Regions from separate parts of the Sus scrofa genome. Here all the other regions are linked to region 1. The links are chromatin contacts, called in public targeted proximity ligation maps. All regions are on one chromosome and are shown on one strand. The core of a region is the stretch at or near the end of the contact, and the rest is flanking DNA. Distances in the headings are between cores, read along the strand shown.

Region 1 (6,689 bases), core at 42-2,541:
TAATATTGTAGGGGACAGGTATATAAACATTTTGACCAAAAGTGGCATAATTAAATAAACTACAGCTAAAAGAACCATAACAAATAATGGCAAGTGTAAGACACTCAAAGTTTCGCAAAGCAAATCCAGTGGATGCTGCCAAGAAATATACCCTTTAAGGATTAAACAGAGAATAAAAGCATTGTCTATGTAATGAGATATACCAACCTTCAGATTACTGAAATAAAAACTCTTACCAAAGATGCTCATCACATTAAAAAATTAACTTCTTAATGCCTTCATTTCACTTTTTAGCTTTTACTCAAAACAATTACGTGACTATTCCATTTCCCTCTTTCTAGGAAAGCTATATATTTTGTAACCTTCCTTATTTGAGAGGAATGAAGTTATAATGGGGTTGCCATAAGCATGCTGTGGCAAAGAGACTAGGACTATGTGCTTTTATGTGCTACTCTTCCACCCTGTTTCAGATGTAACCTATGCAAAATGAATCTGATCATTTTCTCCTGTACATAGTAAAACTTGTATACACATCCAAGAATCATTCTCTTCATAAAAAGTAAAAGAGAAAAAAAGCATTTCTTCATTTTTTGAATTCAGCTTTAAACATCAATTTCACTTGCTTGATAAACCTCATACCGTATTTTATTTACACTACTTATCATGGCCTTACATTATAATATGACCAAACTGTTTTAAACCTTAGCACAACTGAATTATTAACAAAATAAACAAACCTAAAAAGAAACACATATCAGCGATTTCAACCTAGTGACAGGAAGAATTTATTTAGGAATCAGCTAAATAGTAAAAATCATCTTTTTACTAATCATCCTTTCAAAGGAATAATGTGATCGTTATGAAAAATACAACTCAGCTGAAAAAAAAAAAAACTTCTCTAGCCTTTCCTTAATATACTCAAGGGATTCACACATTTATAGCCAACTGCTTTCCATTTAAATATTTATTGAATTTTATAGGGTGATATGTAGCAATTTAAATGACAATTCAGAACTACCAGAAGGTTTCACCAGAATTACTTATAGTGTATTACAAAATTATTTCATGATATTTTCTAATTCCTAAGACCTAGTTCCATCATAAGAATATATATATATATATATATATATGCTTTTTAGGGCTGCAAATGTGGCGCATGGAAGATCCCAGGGTAGGGGTTGAATCAGAGCTGCGACTGCTGGCTTACACCACAGCCACAGCCATGCCAGATCCAAGCTGCGTCTGTGACCTCCACCACAGCTCATGGCAATGCCAGATCCTTAACCCACTAAGTGAGGCCAAGGATCAAACCAGCATCTTCATGGTTATCGGTTGGATTCATTACTGCTGAACCACAACAGGAACTGCCAAGAATACATATTTTAATAAACAACAGATTAAAACTGAAATTAAAAGTGCGATCATCCACTTTTTTAGGTAGGAGAGGAATGGAGCTTGATTTATCTCTAGTTCATCCAGAGGAAGACCACTGGGCCAAATCAGATCCTGAAGTTAAAAGTAATTAAGCATGCAGCGACAGTGACATCTAGTGTTAACTCATGCAAGCCACTAGACTACCATTAAAACCAGCCTAAGTACTAAAGAAACTATTCAAAGCTTCTCTTTAAAAACCACCAAACAGAACTTATGCATTGTATCTAAAAATTCCTCATAATCAAAGTGTTTCAGTAAGTTTTTTTCCAGACATTTAAAAAAAAAAACCTTAACAGAAAAACCTCTTAGGGAACAAACACAACAAAGACCTAAAAGTAAACAAGCACTGTTTATCCCGTGTGGCCAACATTTGCAACTGCTCACCTTGGTGAGAGCTTAATGCAATGTAATCTGGGGCGTGTTCTGATGAGCACATCATAAACATTTAAACTTCCAGTTACTATAAAAGCAACAATATGGCACGAGCCAGTACTTGATGACATATCAAGAAAAAGCAATTTAAGACATCTCGGGAATACTCGAAGAAGATGCAAATCAACAAAACTTTAGCTGTTGCACTGGGAAACGAGCTCTACATTTCAAGTCCTTGCTACCTTGCTATATTTTTGTTGCTCTGAAAGGTCCACTTATTTAAACAGTAGATATTTTTACCCAAGGGTTTAGAACTTGGCAGCATAGATTAATTTACTATAGTGTTTTTATAGTTATATACTCTAGAGGAATCTATAAAAGTAAGTGAAATTCCAAAAATTATTTTTGGCCACGACAATATTTTGTAAAAAGGGAAGTTAGCATTAGATGAAGCTTACCTATTTTTTTTGGAAAGTTCATCCTTTCCCTTTTTAACTCCAAATATCCTTGTGATCAAGGTACTGAAGAGAAGCGTGGATGAATTTCTCACCTAATGTAAAAATGTATATACAATAAAGGTTAAGACATATTCATGGCATAACACCAACATTTACAATGTTAAAACTAGATATTCAAAATCATTACCCAATTTCCTAGTGGAGGGCTAAAGGAGATATGGTCTCTATTCATAAAATAAGACAATTTTCACTAACTTTGTAGTAATTCCCTCTATGACTTCCTCTCAAACTGAGCTCTATAGTCTAACCACATCCACACAACACAGCTTTTTTCATACTTCTAATATTACCACCAACTGTTTTATTTCTTTGTGCTTATATCATCGAATAACACTTTAAAAAAAAGTTAATTTTTCCACAACATTTCTGATGATGAATAATACCCCAGTAAAAAGCTCAGCTCTCTCCATCTATTTTCTGTAGTCATCTGCCTATGAGAAAATATAAGACCTAACTCAAAGAACCCACATTATTAACATGGCCAGAAAAATATTTAATATCGTATCTAAAATGCTACTACCCGCACAATGCCAGTAACCTAATAATGTAATTTTAAACCCTAAGATTATCTGAGATAACTGGTTCATAAAAATAAGAAGAAAGAACCATCATTAATAAGCATGAATCACATCTATTTCCAAATCAATGTGTCAGGATGCTTTCCTGTATCATAAAAATGTCCTGAATGCATACTGGGCTTCCTCAATTACCTTGCCAAATCAGCGTAGACAGGTATAAACATGTATTGACTTCCCCACAATGTGTAAGGCCCTATACCAGCACCACAGAGAACATCCAGAAATAGAAGACACACACTTACTGCTAACACAGAGCTTATGCCTAATTAGATGGGCATCATATGGTGTGTTAAACAGCAACATAAGAAGAAAGGTAATTAAAAGCAACAATGTAGGATGGAGACCATAGCTTCCCGAAACTACTGCTGAAAGGATCACAAACTCAAATGCCCACAAGGGCCAGTGAGTGAGACAAAAGCAGCAGAGAACTGGGTCTAATGCAGTCGCTATTCAGCTGCAGCTGAAGTTGTTGCCCAGAGGGAATGTAAGCCCAGTGCTGCCAGATCTTCTGCTTTTTCAAAAGAAGCCAGAAACCCCAATTTTTATGTGAAATCTATTTTTAATGCTGGCAACAAATTAAAGGAAGAAGAAGAAGAAGGAAAAAAAAACTGTGGTGGAGGCCAAATAAAACACAGTTGTAGGCCAGATTTGACCTTTCAGCCACCAGCTTGCAACCTCTCCTCCAGAAGCACTGACTGACTCAGTTCGTGCATGGTAACTCTAGAATTGGAGCATAGATACACTGGCGCAATTCATAGCATAACTGCAATGAAACCTAAAACTGGACCAGTTCACTTATGTCCACTCAACAATTAACAAACATCAATGAAGTCTCTACTGTATGCCCTGCCCAATATCTGCAAATGAATTGCTCTGTCCTGTTACTCTATCAACATCTGTCCAAGCTCAGGTCTTCATTATCTCTCTCCTCTATTGACTTGGTTCCCAAAGACTTCTTAGGTTTAAGATGACTTGGTAGAGTCATACAGGACCCTGTCGCCTCTTAGGAATTGCACACACACACAAAAACCATAAAAAGAAAAGAAAAATCAAAACACATTGCCGTAAACCAAACTTTCTGACAGACTGCCAGAAGCAATAAAGTTAAAACTGGAGATGAAAGAGGATGTCCACTAAGGCGCACTTTATCAGAACTGTAAAGAACTGCTTGACAAAATGAATGGGTGCCCCCAGAAAGAACACTCCCTTATTTGATTCTCCTGCAGGCAGGAGACACATAATGTCTTTTAATAATGTTAAGATGGATCAGATAGATAAGCAGCCTAATCCATTCATCAAGTTCACTGATTAGGAGCCTATGATCATCATTACCTATACCAGTGGTATAGCAAAAGAGTGATAGTCTACCATTAATTAGTTATACTTTTCAGAAAAACTACCTCTAAAATAAAAGGCTTTCCCTCATGAGCTATTTGGTCATTCTGTTAGTACAGATTATTTCCACGAATTTACCAGTTTGCAGAATAATGCGTTCATGCTATAGCAACCTCCAAAGGCGACCAACTGATAAACTTTTAAAAAATTTTTGAAAAATTAATTTTCCTTTTATTGAGATATAATTCATATGCCATAAAATTCACCATCAGAAAGGACATTATTTAGAAGTTTTTACTATATCCACAAAGTAGGAAACTATCACCACTATCTAATTCCAGAATATTTTCATGACTCCAAAATGAAAACCCGTACACATTAACAGTTATTCCCATCCTCTTGCACTAGGTGAGCACTAATCTACTTTGTCTCTGTGGAACTGCCTGTTATGGACATTTCATATTCATGAGGTTATGTGAGAGGCAGCCTTTTATGTTGGTTTCTTTCATCTGGCTTTCATTCTCAAGGTTCACCCATGTTGAATGCTATTCTTTTTTATGGTTGAAGAGTATTCCATTGTGTGGATATACCATATTAAAAAATTTACTCATCATCTGATGAACACTCGGTTATTTCTACTTTTTAACTACTACGGATAATGATGCTCTGGACATTCACATACAAATTTTTGTGTTAACAAGTTTTCACTTTTCTAGGGCATATGCCAAGAAGTGGTACTACTGGATCACACGGGAAATCTATGTTATAACCTTTTGAGAAATTGCCAAAATGGCAGTACCTATTACATCCTTACCAGCAGTTTGTGAGTTTCATTTTCACCAATTCTCCAAATCCTCCCAGTAATTGTTATTGCCCATCTTTTTTTATTACAGCTATCCCAATGGATACAATATGGTATCTCAGTGTGGTTTTGACTTATGTTTTCCTGATTATGAATAATGTTAAGCATCTTTTCATGTGCTAATTGGCCACTTTCATCTTTTTTTGGAGGAATATATTCAATTCAATGTCCATTTTTAAATTGGGTTGTCTTTTTATCATTGGTATCCTGGATACCAGTCAAATATATGATTATCAGATATATGATTTGCAAAGATTTTCTCCCATTCTGTCAGATGTCTTTTCATTTTCTTGATGCTATCCTTTGAAAAGACATTTTAAATTTTGATCAAGTTTAATTTATCCATCATTTTTCTTTTGTTGCTTGTGCTTTATGTGTCATATCTAAGAAACCATTTCTAATCCAAGGACACAAAAATTTACACATATGTTTTCTTCTAAAGGTTTTATCACTCTGATTCTTACATTTAGGACTTTGATCCATTTTGAGTTAATTTCTGAATATGGTGTAAGACAGGAAGCAAATTCTTTCCTTTGTATGTAGATACTCAGTTGTCCCAATACCATTTGTTCAACAGACTATTCTTTCCCCCACTGAACTATATCAGCACCTTTTTTTTTTTTTTTACTAAAAGTTAGGTTTTATTTCTGGACTCAATTCTATTCTGTTGATTTACATAAGTCTATCCTTATGGCATTACCACAATGTCTTCATCACTGTTGCTTTGTTATAAGTCTTAACATTTGGACGTGTGAGTCTTCCAATCCTGTTCTTTTTCAAGATTATTTTGGCTATTCTGAGTCTCTTGCTTTGTTTTCTGAATTTTAGAATAGCCTTGTCAGTTTCTGCAAAGTGAGATTTTAACCAAGACTGTAGTGAATCTGTAGATCAATTTGGGGAGTATTTCCATTTTAACAATATTAAGTCTTCCAGTACATGAAGATGGAATATCTTTCCATTTATTTAGAACTTCTTTAGTTTCTTTCAGCAATGGTTTTTAAGTTTCATTAAAAACAAATAAGGGCAACAAATCTTGCCCTTCTTTTGTTACATTTATTACTAAATATTTTATTCTTTTTGATGCTATTATAAACAGAACTGTTTTCTTAATTTCATTTTTGATTATTCATTGGTACTATACAGAAACACAACTGATTTTTATATATTGATCTTGTGTCTTGCAACCTTGCTGAACTTGTTTATTAGCCCTAATTTGTGTGTGTGTGTGTGTGTGTGTGTGAACTCTTTAGGATTTTCTATATATAAATGTGATTGAAAAGCAGAAATAGTTTTGCATCTCCCTTTCCAATCTGGCTAATATTTATTTCTCATTCTTGCCTAATTCTTCTCATTCTTCTCTACCTACAGCCTCCGGTACAATATTGAATAGAAGTGACAGGGGTGGACATCCTCGTTCTGTTCCTGATCTTAGAGGGAAAGCTTTCAGTCTTTTACCATTAAGTACATTGCTAACTTGGATTTTTCGCTGATATCCTTCGCCAGGTTGAGAAACTTCCCTTCCATTTCCAGCTTGCTGAGTGCTTTTAACATGAAATGGTGTGAGATTATGTCAATTGCTTTTTTGCATCT
Region 2 (7,308 bases), core at 1,756-4,255, 130 kb before region 1:
AGCAAGACACCATGAGCTGTGAGTCTGTCCAGAAAGGGACCAAACGTCCCAGCCACGCGCTACAGAGCACTTGGGGCCGCCCTTGGGAAGACAGCTTTTGTTCCCGGGGGATGGAGTGTGTGAAGACAAAGGGCCTTTACCACTTTACCAGGGTTCTGGGTAGGCACTCAGCAAAGGTCCAGGCAGTCTGCCCAAGGCCCTGAGGCCCTTCTTAGGTCAAGGTCGAGGCCACAGCCGCCTCTGCTTCCCTGGGGGTGCGCTGCTCTAGAGGAAGTCTGTAAGCTCAGTACCAAGGCTTTGCCTTTCCCTCCCTGAAGGCTCACTTGCCTTTTCAGAGGCTCCCCCAAGGGAGCCTCCCACACCCCCAGAGGCCCTCATATTTTTCCCTCTTTCTATTAGGCATCTTTTTCTCATTGATGTACTAACACTCAAGTTATGTGTAGAGAATGAGGAAAAAGAGACCTTGTGTGGGGCTTGGGGTTTGTTCAAAGCCTGAAGAAACTGTTTTAGAGGGTGTATGTTTTTTATTCCTTTTATGAGAGATGCATGTTTCCCCCCCTCTGTGACTTGTTTAAAAGTAAAGTTTAATATGCTGCCAGAGAAATTGCTGGTTAATAACTTAATAAGCAATGTGCTAGGAATTATGGGAGAAAAGTAGTATCCAAGAAAACTTTTATTGTACAGTTTGGGGCTTGGCGGATATATAGCTTCAGTTATTATATAAAACGCTAACAGAAGTCTCCTTTCTTTTCAGACCTCACCTCCCTAGAATTCTTTTAAAAAGGGTACATAAGTGAGGTGAATGGAAACTTCTAGAAGCTGCGTGAGAGGTCTGCATGTAGATCACAGGTGAGAACTTCCAACGGCACCGACAACAGAATTGTGCTGATGTGAGTGCAGCAACGCATGCACTTGGAAATGAGTCCTGGCAATGATCCATTGTAGTAATAAAAGTTTTATTTTCAAAAAGTATCCTTGCTTTGTAAGATTCTTAAGAGAGAAGAAAAACAGGCACCACTATTCCCATTTTTAGAAATCAACAGAGTAGCTGGCATCGCTCAGGTGACCTACCCAAGATCAGGGCAAAAACCAAGAAGGGAGTCAAGGTTTTCTAGACAAACTGTGTCTATGTGTTCCCAACACAATCGGATGAAAAGTATGACGCAACGGCGATCAAGGAGAGTATCTGGGTTTGCAGCCGCAAGCTCTGGTGTTGTGTCCTGGGGGCCAGTCTGGTGGAGAGCAAGGCTCCAAGCATAGCTGTTTCTGTGAGGGCCAACCTAGGGGCCCGTCGGCACGGCCGACTCAAGTATCTGACAATAAACACTCCCTCTATTTGCTTAGCTCTTTTGAACTCACACACCCATTGCTCACCGTGTCTTTCCCCACCCTCATCTATTTCACATTTTAGAGCTTCCAACTTTACGGATAAAAACCGAGACCCAAAGAACTTAAGGTCCACACATCACTAGTTAGTACTAAGCAGGGGCCAGAACCCAGACCTGCCACCTTTGAGTGACCCTGCCTCCCCTCGACCCCAGGGAGGTGCGTTCACACCTAGAGGCTTTTCCGTTTACCCAGTGCCTCTCCAAGTGGCCCTGCCTGTGGTCACCTGGGAACACAGGGCCTCTGGACCGGGGAGGGCCTCTTCCGGCTCAAGCAGGGAATAAGGTCCTGAGTGTGTGTGAGAAGCTACCTCCAGAGGCCTGCAGCCCAGTCCAATGGCTGAGGAAGCCTGGGCATCACTGACAGCCGAGGGGGAGGAGGGCGACGAGGCTTTGGGGGGTCTCTCTCAAAGCAGCTCCCTTGGCCCCTGGACATAAAACCTGCTCACATGCCCACAAGCCCCCCTGGGGTCAGCGTGAAGCCTAACCATGGAGGACGAAGTGCCAGGGCTGAGCCAGCTCAATGTGAGCACAAAGACGCAGGAAGCTAAGCGAGGCCTAACGCAGTGCTCCTGCCAGGTGTGCATGGTGCTTGAAACCCTGTGCTCAAGTTACTGACTTCGGTTAAAGGAGCTGCCTCTGGAAGATCATGAGTAAACGACAGTGGTACGACCCATAAGAATCAACTTCTTGACATTTAGCACTGAGTAACATGCCCGTGTGATTTCTTGGTCATAGCAACTGGCAGTCAGCCAGCTGAGAGTGGATTTCTGCGGAAAGGGGATCCAGAACCGTTCTCTTTTGACAGCAAGAAGGTCCAGGGCGTGGGTCATGTCCAAGGAGGGCAGCTCCTGAGAGAGGCCCTTGGACAGCCCAAGGGCCTGGGGTTGCAGCATATTCTAGGAGGATGATCAGGCTGCAGTGGATCCAGAGGCCAGAAAACAAATGTGCTCTCCACATCCCCAATTTAGGCCACCTTCGGAGCCAGACCCATCTGTCAAGTAGGAAGAAGTCACCTGCTCCTTGTGTCTGTTTTTCCACCTACGGGTATTGGTTTGGATGAGATCCCTGTTTGGGAAGAGGGAGTCCGGTGCTCTTCTGAGTCCCTTTTGGGGCTCCCAGGGGCTGAGAAGCCATGTGGGTGGGCTGCGAGGCCCCCAGCTCAACTTGCACTGTATTTGCCATCTCGATTACCTTGAACGTCTTGAACTTCCACTTAAGCTTCTGTTTGAAGCGAGGATTCCACTGGATTAGGTGATCTCTAAACTCCCTTTCTTGCTATAAACTTGTGGTGCTACAGTCCTCTTAGCAACACTGAGCAGATGAGAGCCACCTAGTCTGAAATGCACACAAGCGGCATCTCTATTCCTATCACTAGCTGCCCAGGCAGGCTAGAAGGGCTTCCAAGGGCCAGACACGGCCAGGGGATTGCTACTAGAGAGCTTCTGTTAACCTCCAGGAGGGGCTGGAACGTCTGTTGACCATTGAGAGAGGCTGGAAGATTTAACACCCTCCTCAGTGTATCTCATGAGCATGGAGACAGCAGCCTCCTTAGCCGTGTAAGCCTGAGCTTACTGACTTCCTCTCGACTCTTGGGATAGATTCAAATTCCTCTAGCTGACATTTAAGGCCTGCCACAACTGGTCTCTCACCAAATCTTGCACTGCTCTCCGAACACACCGTGTCTTCTGTCCCACAACACAGCACCTGCATTCCCCACAGGGTGCGGCTGCTCCAGGGTGACCTGCTCTTTTCCTGCCACTTTTGGGGTTTCCAAATCACATCCAGGGTCCAAGAGGCAGCTCAAATACCTAGCTCCCCTAGAAAGCCCTGCCTGGCTATCCCGGGCCACATTCTTCTGTGAACTCTTGTGCTTGTTGTGTGTACTACAGAATTCGAATTCTATATGAATGTCATTGTCAGCGTCACATGGCTATGTCTTGTCAACTGGACTGGCTCTTAACCAAACTCTGACAAGAGACGTCATTAAATATGCCTAAAGTGGTCCCTGCAATGCTGAGCGCGGTACTGAGGTACTGAGATTCCTTCCTTTGTACTTGGGCAATGAGACCGTCACAACTTACTTACCAACACGGGCTCTATACGAGTGTAACCTCACTCATTCTCCGATCTATGAAGATGAATCTCATCTAAACAACTACATCTCGCCTCGCCTTTAGAGACTTCTCCCTTCTCTTGGAAGACTTCCTTGGCATTCCAACTCCCACTAACTGCCTCCTGTCATCCACTTGGACCCTATTCCAGCATTTACCAAATTCTCACTTGTTTAGTTAATTAAATCCATACCTGCCTTAGTCACTAGGTTTTTGAAATGGGGACAATATCTTTCATCTCTATATGCCCCACTGTGCCTAAGACACTGCTCTGTACCATTTGCAAATATGAATTGGCTTAGATTCATTGGGAATATGGCTCAGTAAAGGTAATCATGGTGTTGATTTACCCTAAAGATGGAATATATCACATGCTAAGGATGACAATGACAACAACAACCACCACCACCATCCCTATGTTAGAGTTTTACATAATATCATAAAAATGTGTTGAGGCCATTTAAAGCCTGCATCTCTTGGGAGCCGGGCAACGACAACACCGCCCAAATCTTCCAACAGCAATATTCCAAGAAGCCAACAGCCACAAATGGAGCAAAATGGCTATTTCTGAGCCCTTTATCAAACTAATTACTACTCCTAGGTTAGGTCTGAAGATTTCTATATTTAAAAAGTAGAAAGTTGGGTGCTGAACCCTTGATGTGCAGTTGCATAAAGGAACTATTTTTATTGCTCACGGCAATATGAAGAAGCTTTGATCTCGGGCAACTTGTACAAAGGTTCAGTTTAGTATACTGATCACTTCTGACTGCTTTTACCTAACTGGTTTCCATAAGCTCAGCCTGTCAACAAGAAATGCCTCATATAGTCTCAAGTTTCATTTCTTAAACAGCTTATTCCTTTAAAAGGAATATCTAATGAAGAAACTGTTTTGCACCTTGTCCATTGCTTTGGGTTGAAATGTGCAAACTTAATGTTTCTCTCTGTTTTCGAAAAATACAAACAGGATCTCCTCTTGAGATATCATGACCTTGAACATTCCTGAGAAGTCTGAAAGGGAAGCGAACAAATGTCAACAAGCTTGGGTCTAAAATACACCAACTTCATTTCTCTCATCGTTCAAATATGCGTGAGGCTCAAAGAGACTTTGAATAGGCTGAGCTGGGGGATTAAAGAGGGGTCCTGATGGGAATCTCCCTCCCCCCCAAAAATCTGGGGTTTGAAAGAAAAGCAATTAAAAAGGGGGTAGGGGAGTACTGGGAAGCCTTTTATTTTAAAAAAAGAAAGAGGAGAGAGGAAACAAACCAAAAGCAAACCCAACCCCCAGCAATGCCTGGAAACTTGCTATGTAAGTAACCACCCCTGTTAAGACTTGCTTCCCTTAAAGTTTTGGCAGGGACCACAAATGATAGCCTTAACATGCCACATGATCATCTGAATATTTTAACAACCCATCTCGACTGGATTCATTCCAGCAGCATGGGAGTGAAACTGTGCATGGGAGTGTAGCTGTGGCAAAGGGCCGAGGCCCCTCTGAGGACTTCTGAAAGAAGGATCTCTTCCTCGGTGAGGGGACCGGTCCAGAAGGCACGAGGGATTTGGGAAGGGCCAAGGGACAGTGGGAAAGTGGAATCAGACCTAAATCCCAGGATTTCTGCCTGGGAAGTGTAGTCTCTCGTGTGAATAAATCTGGTGGTTAGAAAATAACTGCTGTCTTCAGCTGTAAAGCAAAACAGAACCCTAAGCCAGGACTTCTGCAGCTGGCCGCAGACCACCCCCCACCGGGGGGTGGGGGGCAGAACTGGCATTGCCACACAAAAGCCAGCCCTAGCTTTGTCCCCATAAGCATATTTTCCTTACACATTTAAATCCCAGGCCTTCAAGAAGCATGCCACCTCAGCTGAGTGGGGACCCATTAAGAATTAGAGAAAATGGGGGGAAGGCAGAGGAGAGTCTGGAAAAGGGGGTGGACGGGGGAGGAGATGCTAAAGTGACTTGGGAGTTTAAGGGGTAGGGAGGTGGACAAGCACAAGAGAGACAAGGGTGAGGGGGTCAGGAGACTGAGAGGGAAGCTGGACAGGGAGGGGGATGGGTCATACAGGTGATGCTTTTTGCACATGAGAACTAACTCGGGGTCAGAAATCCTGAGGTCAAGCGCAGAGAGCTAGGTCTTCAACAAACATAAGCTTCTGCCATCACCTCTTCCCCACATCGGCACTGTTTTATTCAAAAATGTACTTCCCGAAGTTCCTTTCCTAAGTCACCCTGGGACCTGTTCTTGTATTTCTGAGAGCCTGTTTTTCTCACCAGAATATCAGACTGTTATTTTTCAAAATGATAAATATTCGCCGCATGCCAACAAAGTCTGGGTCCTACCCCAGGCACCGAGGCCACTGGGATGGCTGCCCGGACAAGGGAGTGTGGACGCCCCATCGCGAGCTCTGGGGCCACGCGGTCTCTCAGTGCAGGTCATCCCAGGTGGACGGCAAAGAATTCTAGACTGACCCCATCGAGAGCCTCAGCCCCCTCCTACGGCTCCAAGCTCCAGCCACCAGCCTGAGAATGAGGGCGGAGGATGGGAATATTCAAAGAGGGGGGCTGGATGATCACAGTGGCTGATTCTCTGATCCTTGGCCCTCAAAATAGGTACTGTCTCTCAGAACCAGCCGTGCCAGAATCACCGTGGAGCTTATCAGAAAAGCAGGATCTCAGGCCCCAGCCCAGACTACTGCAGGAGTCTTGTTAAGTTACCACCATTCCAAGTCCAGATATGCCAACACTGGATAGATGGAGGCCATGTGGTCCAGCAGAAAGAGCCCGAAGAGAAGCATGGAGTTAGGCCCTCCCCAAGTGTTAGTTGTCATCAGGTGGTTGTTACAGCCTGGTGGGCTGTGTGAAAATGGGTAAATCCCTCGACCTCTGAGCTGTGTTTTCTCATAGGCACAGGGATGGGAGTGGGCCTCAATGAACTTTATGATTCTTTCCAGTTCTTAAGTTCTAGGTCTACGATTCTAGTTGGCAAGATGGTTTTGTTGCCCTCTCTACACTAAAGCAGAGGTTTTAATAAGTACTTGCTCTGTTTAATATAGTCTGGCATATAGCAGGGTTTAATAAATAATTTACTGAATGAAGTGAAACCAGTGTAGCTATTCTATTTAAGTCTCATCTCCAAAAATGAAAATATGCCATAAGCTTCCAGGTCAACCAAATGAGTATCAGATTTTTTTTTTTTTTTTTTTTTTGGTCTGTTTTAGGGCTGCACCATGGCATATGGAGGTTTCCAGGCTAGGGGTCGAATCGCAGCTGTAGCTGCTGGCCTACACCACAGCCACAGCAACACAGGATCTGAGCCACATCTGTAACCTATACCTCAGCTCACAGCAACGCCAGATCTTTAACCCACTGAGTGAGACCAGGGATCGAACCTGCTTACTCACGGATGCTAGTCAGATTCGTTTCTATTGAGCCACGATGGGAACTTCGAGTATCTGGTTTAAATAGCACTTTTGAAAGCAATCGACATATCTTGCTAAGACAGCTTTTAAGTGACCAGGCCTAGAAGTTTGCTCAAATATGAAACTACACAATGGCCAGGTGTGTCACACTTGCACACCTGTGGAGCTGAAGTGTTAAGGGCAGCAGGCAGAAGCCGAGTCATTCTATCTTTTTTGAGTCAATCTCTGGCCTTAGAAGAAAAACACAAGTGCCCTCTAGCACGACTGCTCATCCCTTACCCGCTGCCTCAAGGAGGGAGGCACAGAACACACAAGAAAACATCAGTGGTTCTCAATCTGATGGCATTCTAGAATCTCCTGGAGAGTCATAAAACCACCAGCGACTGGGACACACCT
Region 3 (7,375 bases), core at 2,017-4,516, 180 kb before region 1:
CTGTGGCTCTTTCCCCCTTCATATTTCAGTTGAGTATTTCCTAAGAATAAAAATATTCTCTTACAAAACCACAGTTTAGTTATCAAATTCAGGAAATTTCATATTGATTTTAATCTACAAACAACATTTCAATGTTGTCAGCTATTCTAATAATTTCCTGTATGGCTTTTCACCCCTCCAGTACAGGATCTGGTCCAAGGTAACAGAATACATTTAGCTATTACAGAATTCTTGTCTTTCTCACACTTCAAATCTTTTGCAGACCAAGGTGGGGAATAGAAAGATAGACAAGTAAGCTTTTACATCAATTATGCCCTGAGGCTTTCACTCATGGAATTTTACACACAAAAGGCACTCAATTCTGATCTTCCTTCCTTCCTCTCTCCCTTCCTTCCTTTTATGGCTGTGCCCATGGCACATGGAAGTTCTCAGGCCAGGGATCAAACTCTAGCTAAATCAGCAACCAGAGCCTCAGCAGTGACAATGCCAGATCCTTAACTGGCTGAGCCATTAGGGAACTCTTTGATTTCTACTTCTTTCTTTTCTTTTTGCTTTTTAGGACCAAACCCACGGCATATGGAGACCCAGGCTAGGGGTCTAATTGGAGCTACAGCTGCCAGCCTATACCACAGCCACAGCAACACCAGATCTGAGCTGAGTCTGTGACCTACACCACAGCTAATAGCAATGCCGGATCCTTAACCCACTGAGCGAGGCCAGGGATCGAACCTGCAGCCTCATGGTTCCTAGCTGGATTTGCTTCCGCTGTGCCACAATGGGAACTCCTTTGATTTCTATTTCTTAAGAAAAAATTCAAACCAGGAGGAGGGAGAACATGGTAATGTTCTTTACTATAAATGAACTTGGAAAAATTCTGAAAGAAATAAAAGTAGTAGGGAGTTCCTGTCGTGGCACAGCGGAAAAGAATCTGACTAGGAATCATGAGGTTGCAGGTTCGATCCCTGGCCTGGCTCAGTGGGTTAAGGATCCAGCATTGCCGTGAACTGTGGTGTAGGTCGCAGATGCAGCTTGGATCTGGCGTTGCTGTGGCTCTGGTGTAGGCTGGTGGCTGTAAGTCCAATTAGGCCCCTAGCCTGGGAACCTCCATATGCTGTGAGTGCAGCCCAAAAAGACCAAAAAAAAAAAAAAAAAAGACAAAAAAAGTGAAATAAAAGTAGTAGGTAAAAACTAAAGTTTAGCAGGGAAGAAGTCCACTTATGAATTCCACCATGAAATGATCTTTCTTGCCTTTGGTAGAGGTCCCAGTAGAAATCTAGTGTTATATTCCACCAAATGCATACTGAGCACTTGCTGGGTGCTCTGTGCGTCCTTCCAAGGAAAATACACAACTGAAAAAAGGGATGAATCACTCATGGCAGAACCTCAGGTCTGAGGCGCTCTGACAGCCTGGGACAGGGTGGGGAGGAGGCTGCCTGTCCACCACTCGCAGCGCCAATCTGAATGCTTTCCTGCTGAGAGGCAAAGCTGACCCTGGCTACACCTGTTCTGGGGCAGCATCCCTGGGAGATTATTGAAACCAGCCTCCCCCACATACATGCAGAGAAATGTACCCAGTCCATGGCAGCAGAGGACGCAGGTACAGGGAAGCTCACACATTCCAGGACCTTGCAGGCCCACGGCCCCAGCCATGGGTAAAAGAGGCACTGAGTCAGTTACAGACACTGTCTGGCTCTTCCCTGCCCCTTCTGCTGTCCATTCGGGTGGACTTCTTAGCTCAGCCTGTGACTGCCTGTCTCAAAATGGTGTTCTTGGAGTTCCCATCGTGGTGCAGCAGAAACGAATCCGACTAGGAATCATGAGGTTGCAGGTTCAACCCCTGGCCTCGGTCAGTGGGTTGAGGATTCAGTGTTGCCGTGAGCTGTGGTGTAGGCTCTGATTTGGTGTTGCTGTGGCTGTTGCATAGGCTGGTGGCTGTAGGTCTAATTAGACCCCTAGCCTGGGAACCTCCATATACCATAGGTGTGGCCCTAAAAAGCAAAAAACCAAAAAAACCAACCAATCAAACAAAAATGGTGCTCTGACTTGTCTGGGGGATGGCTGACCCGGAGATCTTTGGTGACACCTGGCCCCAAGTGCAGGGAATGCACGTCACCCTCCCAGATGGCCACTTGTCCAGAGGTGTGACCTTGCTTCTGCTCCACTGACCCCGCTCCCTACAGCAGCCCATTTTCCACTTGCAGCCAGGAGGTGCCTTTGTCTCCTTCACCCTTTGCCACCACATACACATAACTGAGGCCCAGGGCTGTAACGGCTCACATCACGGGCTGAGTGGCTCTGAGCTCAGGACACCCCCGCTGGGCTGCTCCTCTTTCCACTCGCCTCCTGGGTTAACATTGCCACGAACGAGGGGCCAAGGCACAAAGGAGAAACTTGACTTATACTCAACTGTTTCTGTCACGTGTAGAAACTCGCAGGGGAACAAAACGATGGATCTATGACTCCTGCATTGTGTAGCCACACAGATAATCAAGACTCGGCCTTATTTGAAAAGGATGGCAATGTAACTAACAAATGGCACAACTTATGAGAGTTTTACATTTGAAAGCAATTTTTCTCTATGAAAATCTAGAACAGGGGTTGGACATTGGCTAGCAGGTCAAATCTGGATAGCCGCCTGCTTTTGTAAATAAAGTTTTAGGGGAACACTGTCAGGTCTGCTTGTTTACCTCCTGTTTATGGCTGCTTTCCCATTAAAATGGCAGAGTTGGAACAGACCAAGTGGCCAACGAAGCCTAAAATGTTCACTCCCTGGCCCTTTACAGAAAACGTGTGCCAATCTCTGTCCAAGAGCAACAAGGCATCAAAGGATGAAAACGAGGTACCTGTTGACAGGCAGGTGTTTTCCTGGGACACGGCGGTCATCACGGTTTCCGTGGCTGCATCTCGGATGACTTGCTCCTCACTCTGCAGGAGGGTGAGGACACATCTCCAGAGGGCAAGTGTATCCTGCAGTCCTAAGAAGGCCCAAAAGAATCCGAATCACCTAGGATGTGATTTACAAGCGGGTATAAACACTGCTTCAAATCCAGTATTTAATGAGCAACAGTTACTCCTTTTTTGGTGGGCATTGCAAGAAAGGGAGACCTGAGAGTTAGACACATGCTGGAAGAGAGGGGCCCCAAGGGGGAAGGTTTGGAAACACCCTTTTGAGTCGAAAGGCTTCTGGAGGCAACCAGACTTAGGCAAGGCTGCCTAGAAGGTATGGCCTGGCTGACTAAGGCCCAGCTGTCCACAATGACTCATGCTTCTCAGGAATGAAACTTTATGCATCAAGAGTGCTCTGGGAAACCAGCCCAGTGTTGATTTGAGTGGCTGTGTGAGCTTATAAATTCTGAAAGCAAAGTTTCAATCAAGATTTTGCTTTGGGGGGACAGGAACTAAAAAAAAAGCCAAGAACCACAATAAAGGCACTGGCCTGGGCCACGTCTACATGGGGTCCACGATCTGACCGATGTTACCCGGGGCAGGAGCCTGCCGAGTCCCTGTGTTTGGTGCTGCTGGGGACCGCGGAAGAGGAATAGAGTCTGCCCCTGAGCAAATGAGGGGGACATCAAGGCGAGAACACGAGGCAAGGAGCAGGCAGGGCTGGGACCCACCACGGGAAGGACCCCAGAGGCAGACCGGGTGAGGGGAGGGAGGGGGCAGGGTTCAAGAAAGGACACGGGCTGTCTCTGGGGCGGGTGGGTGGGTCGTCATGGAAGACCATCACGCATCAACCCTCGTCTTCTGAAGAGGAACTGAGCCCATCCTGAGAACCCTCCTGAGCCTCCCTGCTCCCTCATCCATCCACAGAGAACCGATAACAGCCACCAACGCTCCAGTCATACTAAGAACAGCCTGGCTCCTGCTGGGGTTTGTGCTCTCCTGTCTGTTATAAATTTGGCTTTAATTTTTACTCCGTCTTTCAGAATCTATTCATTCTACTCGATCTCTAGGGTTTCAAAGTTTCCTTTCTTTTTTCTTTTTGTCTTTTCTAAGGCTGCTCCCGCGGCATATGGAGGTTTCCAGGTTAGGGGTCGAATCAGAGCTGTAGCCACCGGCCTACACCAGAGCCACAGCAACACGGGATCCGAGCTGCGTCTGCGACCTACACCACAGCTCACGGCAACGCTGGATCCTTAACCCACTGAACAAGGCCAGGGGTCGAACCCACAACTTCATGGTTCCTAGTCGGATTTGTTAACCACTGTGCCACGACAGGAACTCCCAAAGTTTCCTTTCTTAATATTTTCTTAGACCCCTATGATCCTCAACTTGTCCCCCTTAGTCCATTTCAACTTTTCTTCTTCCCCCTTAAATGACTTTGGTCTGTCCTTGACTTGTCCCCATGTAATTCTCTGCCCTCTGTCTCTCAGTCCCACACCTATTTTTCAGGTTCTTGATGGCCATCCGCCAGCTCTGACCTCCTCCTCACTGCTTGTAATGCTCTAACCAGCTCCAGCAATTCAGGATGAACCGATGGCTTCTGCTCAGGACTCAGTTTCACTCAGGAACTGCACGTTACTCCACACACGTCTGCCCAATGTGAGCCGGGGATGGAGCAGCCCAAGTCACCCAGAAAATGTGCTGCAGACTGATATTATCCTCCCCGAAGAAGCTTCACCCAAGTTTGGTGGTTTTTTTTTTTTTTTTTTTTTTGCTTTTTAGGGTCACACCCGCGGCATATGGAGGTTCCCAGGCTAGGGGTCGAATTGGAGCTAGAGCGGCCAGCCTACACCACAGCCACAGCAATGCAGGAACTGAGTCGTGTCTGTGACCTACACCACAGCTCCTGGCAATGCCAGATCCTTAACCCACTGAGTGAGGCCAGGGATCAAACCCGAAGCCTTACGGTTCCTAGTCGGATTCGTTTCCGCTGCGCCATGAGAGGAACTCCCAACTTCACTGAAGTTGATCAACCTTTGCTCTTATTCCTATGGGTCCAATGATTATATCACAATTGTAACAGGTCCCCTTCCAGTCCTCCATTGGATGTGAAAAAAATGCCTAAAAGTCACTTAGAAGAAAGATCGAAGAGGATACCAAAGACAACTTTGTTTCAGAGGGATCCAGGGACACGAGATGCTTGATTGGTCTGAACTCTTGATAACACTCAGAATTTGAATCTCACCATCTAAAAAAGCAATTATTTCCTTTCTTATGTAAATCCCTTCTCCACAACTACACTGAAAGCTCCCCAGATGCAGGGACCACGGTTTATTCTCCTGGGCTGGAAACGGAAGAGAGTAAAAAGAGCCTTCCAGTACTGGATAGAAGAGAATCCCTGCCCGGTAATACAAGGGTAAGACGGCAGCAGAGGCCAAGGCCAGGGCTTGGGTCTTGGGTTTCCCTTTTATTTAACCCTATGTTTAAAACAAAACCCTATAATTAAAAAAAATGTTTTTAAGTTAAAACAAAACAATAATCCCTATGCTTTTTCAATTCCTTCAGACTTCCTAAAGCTTGGTTTTCTCGAACACCACTGATGTGATGCTCATTGGGTGGCAGTGAGGAAAGAGACATGAAGGTGGAGAATATGATTAGACCTGTATATCTCTTTGATTTCCAAATATCTCTACCTTTATTTTCCAAAGATGCCTTAACTTCGAACTAATTTCAGTGAAAGGAACCAGCAGACTTTCCAGTCTTAAATTTAAGCCAGAGCCAGGAAGCCATCCTTGAATGTTCCCTTTATATTAGCCTCAACACCAAGTCCTGTTGATTCTACTTCCTAAATGCCTTTCAGCCTGGCCTTTCTTCCTCCTCAAGGCCATGCTTCACACTGACCCATTCATTTCTCACTGCAACAGGCTTCCTGGAAGAGGTGATGGTTAGACTGAGTCTTGAAAGACAAACAAAAGTCAGTCAAGCAGCAGTTTGTTTAGAGAACTGTTCCCCACTGATGACGCATGGGGAGTGGTGGCTGATGAGGAGGGAGAGGTGGGCAGGGCACAGAAGACGAAGGGCCTCATGAGCCACGCTAAAGAGCCTTTAGATTTATCCTGAAGGCAAGAGGCACCCACTCGAAGGCTTTAAGCAGTGGAGGGAAATGTTCAGACCTGTATTTCAGAAAGACCACGGAAGTTTTTTGGAAGCACAAGGAGGAAGGAGCGCTTAGGGGACAAGACTGAAAGAAAAGAGGCCAGTTAGGAGGTTGGTGGTGAAAAGTGATTTGAGTAGGAACTAAGTGTGTGAATATCCATGAAAAGTGAAAGAGGTAACAGTACAGGGCACACCACCGTCTTTTAGCCTCCTTTCCTAACCTAGAGCATCTATTCACGCTGGCAGCGCGTTTGGTGAGTTGGACCGTCCGCCTCCCCGCCCCTTCTCCACGCACTTACCGAGGATGGGCCGGGGGTTGGTGAGGAAAAATGGTGCAGTGCTGGTGAGAACTTCAGCAGCGGCCAGCCTGGACTCTGTGGGAAGACGATCTCCACAGCAAGAGACAACCAACTGAACCCACTGCTTCAGGGTGGAGGCCACCAAGTCCCCAGTCTAAAAGCACAAAGGGTACACACCGCAGTTCAGAAGATGGGCTGGCATGGAATTAGGGCTGAGCTACGTACACCACACTGGATCTGCAAGTTAGCTCTAAGTGCAATAGGAAGGAAGGAAGGTGGGTTTATTAGTTGCTTTTCCATCCCAACTAGGGAGAAATGAACAAGCCCAGGGAAGAAAATCTGACTTCGCTTTCAGGAATATGGAGCCACTGTAACTGGAGGGCAAGTTCTCTGCGTCTTTTCTGATGCACTTCAGGTTAACAGAACATTGGTGGATTTTATAGCTTCCGTAAAGACAAAACTTGAAGGGCAAGGCTGTGGCAGCAAATGATATCTGTTGTCTCTAATAACCAGATACTTCTGTCTTTTGTAACAGAACCCCAGATTTTTGCCTGGGCCTGCGGGCACTCAGCTAAAGACTACATTTCCCAGGCTCCCTTGCATTGGGGAGTAGCATATGATTAAGTTCCATGGGGTGTCATTAAAAGTGGTATCTGGAGTTCTCTGGTGGTGCAGTGACAATCCAGCATTGTCACTGCTGTGGCTCAGGCCACTGCTATAGCGTGGATTTGATCTCTGGCCTGGGAACTTCCGGAGGCCATGGGAAAACCTCCCCCCCCGCCAAGTGATATCTGTGCACTCTCAGGTCCTACATTAGGAAACAGGTATGACCTGCAGTCCCTAGATTTCTTTCCTGCTAGTTGTGAACAAGGACAAGATGCTGGGAGCTGGAACAACCCTCTGGGACCATCTGATGGAAGCCATATTAAGGGACAGCAGCACAAGGCAGAAGAGCCCGGGGGCCCAAGTGTCAGGCCACTCTCTGCTGTGGACGCTTCTTTCTAGTTGAAGCCACTGTACGTGTGAGTGTCTGT
Region 4 (6,816 bases), core at 3,677-6,176, 210 kb before region 1:
ACTCCCAGGCTTTCAGAGTTCTAAAACAGAGCAAAGATGACCCAAGAGTTCCTGCTGTGAGGCAGAGGGTTAAGAATCCCACTGCAGCAGTTTGGGTAGCTGTGGTGATGTGGGTTCGATCGGTGACCTGGCGCAGTGGGTTAAAGGATCCAGCACTGCCGCAGCTGCAGCTCAGCTTCAATCCCTGGCCCAGGAACTTCCATAAGCTGCAGGTGTGGCCATGACAGGAAAAAAAAAAAAAAAAAGGAGTTCCCGTCGTGGCTCAGTGGTTAACGAATCCGATTAGGAACCATGAGGTTGCAGGTTTGATTCCTGGCCTCACTCAGTAGGTTAAGGATCCGGCGCTGCCATGAGCTGTGGTATAGGTCGCAGACGCGGCTCGGATCTGGCATGGCTGTGGCAGTGGCGTAGGCTGGCAGCTACAGCTCTGATTCGACCCCTAGCCTGGGAACCTCCATATGCCACGGGAGCGGCTCAAGAAAAGGCAAAAAGACAAAAAAAAAAAAAGAACAGAGGTAGTCCATGGTAATAAAAGTAGCAAATCAAGGTAGAAATGACTCCCAAACTCATGAAGTGATTTTAAGATTTATAAACAGTGCTTAAAATCTAACTGCCTGTGATCTCAAAGTTTCTGGGGATTTTGTGTCTTGAAATTGAGTTCAGGAGTCCCTTTGTGGCTCAGTGGTTCACGAACCTGACTGGGATCCATGACGTTGTGGGTTCGATCCCTGGCCATCGCTCAGTGACTTAGGGATCTAGTGTTGCCATGAACTGTGGTGTAGGTCACAGATGTGGCTTGAATCCTGCATTGCTGTGGCTGTGGTGTAGGCCAGCGGCTACAGCTCCGATTCAACCCCTAGCCTGGGAACCTCCATATGCCACAGGTATGGCCCTAAAAAGCAAAAAAAAAAAAAAAGAAAGAAAGAAAAAAAAGAAAAGAAATTGAGTACACTCCCAGGTGACCCAGCACCTTTCTTATCTGTGACCAACATTCCCCAGTAGCCTCCCTGGAACTGCGGCCTGCCTCCCAAAGACATCGGAAACTGCCTGCTGCCATGACCCTGGGCCGGGGGATGGGGGGGGGGGCTGAGCTTAGAGAAGCCTGGGGGAGGGAGGGGAAGGGAGAGGCTCAAAACAAGCCAGGAAAGAAATGACCAGAGAACAGAGAGCAGTGAGGCTCTGAGTTTTTAGCAACTAAAAGGGAGAAAAGATCAAATTTGGAGTTTCTGTTGTGGCTCAACGGTAAGGAACCCAATTAGTATCCATGAGGATGTGGGTTCGAGCCCTGGCCTCCATCAGTGGGCTAAGGATCCGGTGTTGCCATGAGCTGTGGTGTAGGTCGCAGATGCAGCTTGGATCCTGTGTTGCTGGGGCTGTGGTGTACTTCCACATGCCGCAGGTACGGCCTTAAAAAGACAAAAAAAAAAAAAAAAAAAAAAAAAAAATCAAACTTGTGGCTGGCTGGATTTAAATGAGCTGCCCGGAGAGCATCTGGGTGTTAAGGGTTTTGAGGCCCTGGAGTCCCCTGCCCAGAACAGCTCCTTTGCTTTCAGTATCAGCCCTCTGGAGAGTGGGGAGGCGGGGGAGGAGAGATTCAGATGAAGAGGAAATCTGGGAAGAAGCAGGTTGTTTTTGACCTTGAGGATGTTTTGATCTCGCCATGAATGTTGCTGGTGAAAACAATCAACATAAAACTAGACTGACGATGGCTGAATAGCACATGATAAAATTTATGACAACTGGCCAAAGATGTCTTTTTGTGACACTGAAAACTGCAAATAATAACAATAACAACTGGAGGGGAAATGTGACCTGGTGGAAATAAATATCCAAACACAAACAAATAAACGCAACCCCTGGAGTTCTTCTGTGGCACTGTGGGTTAAGGATCTGGCGTTGTCACTCCAGCGGCCCCCAAACCCCTTCCAAACCAAAACTGACAAAATCTAAAACCAGCTATGGTAAAACTCGTATTGAGTAAAATTATTGACCAAAAAGTAAATCTTCATTGTTAAGTTTATAGGTAAAAGAATTAAAACTTAAGAAAATAAGGCAGAACATTAGAAAATTTTAACTTTTCTATGTGGAAAATGGATGAAGGAATTAAATTGGTCTGATAGAGTTACGGTGAAAAATAATTTATTGGTTTTTTTTTTGTCTTTTGCCTTTTTTTTTTTTTTTTTTGTCTTTTTGCCTTTTCTTGAGCCGCTCCCGTGGCATATGGAGGTTCCCAGGCTAGGGGTCGAATCGGAGCTGTAGCTGCCGGCCTATGCCACAGCCACAGCAACGGCAGATCCGAGCCGCGTCTGCGACCTACACCACAGCTCATGGCAACGCTGGATCCTTAACCTGCTGATTGAGGCCATGGATGGAATCCGCAACCTCATGGTTCCTAGTTGGATTCGTTTCTGCTGCGCCAAGACAGGAACTCCAGAAAATAATTTCTTGATGAAAACTGATCAATGTTAGTATAATTCAGATTAAAAATCTGTATTTACATGAGTTGCCATGTCCTCCAGGTCAAAATGGTGAGGCCAAAATACACTGAACTCGTTTTGAGATTTCTGTGGGCTTGAAGGGACAGAAAGGAAGCGAGTCTCCTCTAAATTTCGTCCTCAGAGTTCCTTTCTTGTCCCTGGCATCCCGCCTCTGGTCCTCACCTCTGTATCCACAGTCACCTGTCCTGACAACTGCACCTGTCCACCCCCGCTCTGAGGTTCACCCTCACACGTCCTCCTTTGGAACAAGGGCAACCTTCCAACCTGCCTCCTTGCTTCCAGTCTTGTCTTCATTGTCTCCAAGCCATCCCTCCTCTACCCTGTGGTCCGGGCAATCTTTCTAACCCTTTGTTTTAAAGGTCTCCAGTGAGAGTTCCCTGGTGGTCTAGTGCTTGGGATTTAGCACGTTCGCTGCTATGGCTCAGGTTCAATCCCTGGTCTGAGAACCGAGATCCCACATCAAGTACCGCACGCTGCTGAGGCCAAAAAAAAAAAGCTTTTCAGTGGCTCCTTGAAGCCAGAGTGTCTTAACTCCTTAGCAGAAGGGTTCATTCTGCCTGGCTCCCCTGCCCCCATAGTTACGGGAATAAGTAAGTTCCTGGCCCTCCTTTTTCATGCCCCATCACGAGTGCATGGGCCATACCAGCCATGCAGGTATTAGCTTCCCATCTTCCTTCACTCCAGGCTGTTGAGTCCCTATCTTACTAAGTTCTTGCCTTGCCTGAGTCCAGCCTTTTCAGTACCTCTTTGGTGACTTCTTCATTTCCAGAAAGACTCCTGCTTCCTCTGGCTTATTCCTTCAGTTTCTCTCTAGATCTAGCAGGATGAGGTCAATGTGTCTTAGAGGGTGAGGAAGGGGTGGTCCACCCCTGTTATTCCTCGTCAGAGCAGACCTAGGAGACTCCGTCAAGAAAGGACCGCCAGTTTCTCAAAGTTAAACACAGAACTGCCATATAATCCAGCAACTCTAGCCCTAGGTATACATCTAGAAGAACTGAAAATAAGTACTCAAACAACCGCTTGTGCATGAATGTTCACAGCAGCGTTATTCACAGTAGCCAAAAGGCGGAAACAACCCAAGTATCCATCACTGGATGAAGGATAAACAAAATATGGTACATCCATACTACACATTATTACTTGAGCATAAAAATAAATGAAGCACTGCTACATGCTACAATATGGATGACGCTTATAAACACTCTGCCTAGTGAAAAGAGCCAGGCAGGAAGGGTCATACATTATATGATTCCATTTCTATGAAATAGCCAACATAGAGAAATTCAGAGACTCAGAAAGCAGATTGGTGGCTGCAAGGGACTAGGAAGGGAGGGGAGAATAGGGAGTGACTGCTTCATGGATACGGGATTTTTTTGGAGGGTGATGAAAATATTCTGGACCTACAGGGTGGTGATGGTTGCACAATATTATGAATTACCAAATGCCACCGTGTGGTATACTTTAAAATGGTTAATTGCATGTTACGTGAATTTCACCTTAATAAAAAAAAAATACAGAAAGAAAAGATCTCCTTGGGGACGGAGCCAGAGGGTGTGCCAAGAATAGAGGATGGTGGGAAATTCAATTTTATACCCTTGTGTCTTTAAATTAAAGGGGGTGGGGTTAAGAAAAGGGCTCCTCAGTGAGTATTGCTCCCCCGGACACATGTCCCAAAGACTAGCCCTGAGCAGGGGTGGGAGGGGTGGACAGATGGAGGGGTACATAGGGCTCGAAAGAGGCGAAGAGGGGCCAGCCCTCCCTCCCTGCTGCTGGTTGGCTCACCCAAGGACAGAGGTTTAGACTCAGAGGGCTGGAAAGGGGGCAGGCAGAGGAGGGTGGTCTGAACAGCCACTGCGGAGGGAACCCTTGTTTTCCTACACCTCATCACGTTTGCTAAGAAAGCAAGACATTTTATGTCTAGAAGCACCTGCAAGGTAAGACTCATATGTAAGTGGATCCTGTGAAATAGACTTTTATGCAGAGAGCAGAGATCGGATCACAAAGCCATAAGGAGAAATCTCTTTACCCGAATTACACAGACCCACTCGTCTGGTTTCCATTTCATTGCCTGAGTCTGTTTTATAGTTGTGCTTTTTCATGAAAGCTTTTAAGGGAGGCTATTCCCTGATGTCATGCAAAAAAAATGTCTGAATACAATTACATTACGGAGCAGCACTCTTGGAAGAGAACACAGACACGAAGCTCGCTGGTGTCCTGTTTCCTTCCCCTTAAAAGCTATTTGTCTGTTCTCTAAAAACAGAAGCCCCCAAACCCGAATCCCAGGACCCTCTATCTGTCACAATGCCCAGCAGCACTGATTTGGGAAATGCACGCAGAACTGGGGACCCCCGGGGAGGTGGGAAGGCTGTCAGGGAGCCGTGTTCAGCTCTGGTGACCAGCACACAGTCCTGAGCCACCTTGTCTCAGGTCACACATTTTACAATCAAGGGGAGGGAACAGAGCCCCCTGCTATGGGCTCTCTCAGGAATCGCCTATAAAACCTCCTCTCATTTCCTCCCTATCCTCATGCTTTATTCAGACGCGCCCCAAGGCTCGGGGAATGGGTTTCCTTAAAAGCTACTAGGAAAAGTGCTCTTAATCCAAATCTGCTCTACTGTGAGCACACTCTCCATGTTTTTCATCCTTTCCCTAGCTTTCTGGTCCTGGCAGAAGCTGCCATACTCCTCCCTTTCCAGTAGAGGCTGTTCCTTCTTTGCTTCATCTCTGACTCAGGCCGATCAGCAAACGCCTTCTACCTCTACACGATCCCCTCGCCTTCCCACTCAACCATCTCTTTGAAGTCCCTACTATGAAAATTCAGAGACTCTGAAAGCAGATTGGTGGCTGCAAGGGACTGGAAAGGGAGGGGAGACTAGGGAGTGGCTGCTTCATGGATACGGGATTTTTTTGGAGGGTGATGAAAATATTCTGGACCTACAGGGTGGTGCCTCCTAACTGAACCGCTGTATAAACTGTCCCAACCTTCTCCCTGTCCCTATATCTTTACTCCCTTAACCACTCATTCTTCCAGATAATCTTGTTTTCTACAAAAGACATTCAGCATAAGCTCAAACTTCTGTCCTCCCCCACTTGAAAACGTCTCTAATGATTCTTTTGAAACATTAGCTTGAAAGCAGAGCAGGGTCTGGGAAACGCAGTGTTAGGACAGGAGAGAGAGCCTGGAGAGGGAGGAGGAGAGCCTGCAGACATATGGGAGAAAAGGGCGCCGTGGCTGGAGGAAGGTCCTGGGGATGGAATGAGCTGCTGCACAAAGGATTCATGGACATGAAGGAGCATTTTTTTGCTGAGTTTGAAGGGGGCCGGATAAGAAGATTGATGACTGTTACAGAGTGGCCTCCTCCTTACTTTTAAACTCCTTGAAGCTGGCTTCTGACCTTCCCACTACTGGACCTTCTCTCTCAACTCTCACTTAGGACATTTCCTCCATCCTTATTCTCTTTGACCAGATCTTTTGATGGTGAGCGGCATGGCTGACCAACTCTGTCCTTGCTCATTTTTCCTTAGGTGAGTTCATGACAATGGAACCTCTTGGTCTTCTTGATGGGGCTTGGTTACTTCCTTGGCTAGCTCCTCTCCCAAACTATTACCAGAGTCTTCTACAAATGCTCCCTTACCTTTAATTTCTCTCTCTCCCCACCCCTAATCCATCCATTTATCTCCCTCTTTCAATATATAGTTACTGATCCCCTACCATGTGCCAAGCACATGGCAGCTATTAAACTGTAGCTGAATTAATCTTAATGTATAGCTCTGATCATGTTACTTATTTGTTCAAAAGTTTTTACTGGTTTTCTGGTGCAAATGATATCCAGATTCACTGCCGTGGCTCTCCCAGTTTCCGTGGACATCTGCTGTTTTTGTGGGCTTAGCTTCCATTTGCCTTCTCTGGATGGCTGTGCCCCAGTCTTCTCCTGGAGAATCAGCCCTTCCACAATTTTGGCCCATGTGGTTTGGGTGTGGTTATCCTGCCCCCCGCCCCAAGCATGAGCACCTACCCCAGGTCTAAGCCACTCAGGGCATCATCATCATCCTTGCCTCAGAGATTAGTTCCGGGATGGGCCTGGAACCCAACTACAGTCATTAAAAAAAGCCTTTAAAAGAGATTTGAGTGACACAGGCCTCGAATAAACCAAGATGCAAAGGCTAGAGCAGCTGCTGCATCTTAGAACTTCCAGGGGAGTGAGAGCTTATCTGAAAACAGAACCAACCTAAGGACAGAGGAAGAACATGGCAAGAAACCAGGTCCTTGGGACACTGTCTGAGCCCTTGCATCATGCCACATCTGAAGCCAGCCCTG

The links.
Region 2: a contact with region 1 is called in a targeted proximity ligation map of skeletal muscle. A contact is called at or near these places in 4 of 47 Hi-C or Micro-C datasets (psoas muscle, retroperitoneal adipose tissue, skeletal muscle and 1 more) and 2 of 2 datasets of targeted methods (alveolar macrophages and skeletal muscle).
Region 3: a targeted proximity ligation map of skeletal muscle shows a contact between it and region 1. A contact is called at or near these places in 2 of 47 Hi-C or Micro-C datasets (liver and skeletal muscle) and 1 of 2 datasets of targeted methods (skeletal muscle).
Region 4: a contact with region 1 is called in a targeted proximity ligation map of skeletal muscle. A contact is called at or near these places in 8 of 47 Hi-C or Micro-C datasets (blood, brain, embryonic fibroblasts and 3 more) and 1 of 2 datasets of targeted methods (skeletal muscle).

Annotation. Positions count from the first base shown.
Region 1 is chr3:96,967,648-96,974,336 of Sscrofa11.1, reverse strand. THADA (thyroid adenoma-associated protein) reads right to left here. Exons shown (of 40, transcript XM_021088406.1): 28 at 2,265-2,356. Among named protein-coding and RNA genes, the nearest start is that of THADA, 99 kb to the right of the region's middle.
Region 2 is chr3:97,100,813-97,108,120 of Sscrofa11.1, reverse strand. The region is part of intron 32 of THADA (thyroid adenoma-associated protein); the gene reads right to left. Among named protein-coding and RNA genes, the nearest start is that of ZFP36L2, 96 kb to the left of the region's middle.
Region 3 is chr3:97,147,187-97,154,561 of Sscrofa11.1, reverse strand. THADA (thyroid adenoma-associated protein) reads right to left here. Exons shown (of 40, transcript XM_021088406.1): 37 at 6,342-6,495; 38 at 2,844-2,975. Among named protein-coding and RNA genes, the nearest start is that of ZFP36L2, 50 kb to the left of the region's middle.
Region 4 is chr3:97,177,066-97,183,881 of Sscrofa11.1, reverse strand. All of the region lies in intron 38 of THADA (thyroid adenoma-associated protein), which reads right to left. Among named protein-coding and RNA genes, the nearest start is that of ZFP36L2, 20 kb to the left of the region's middle.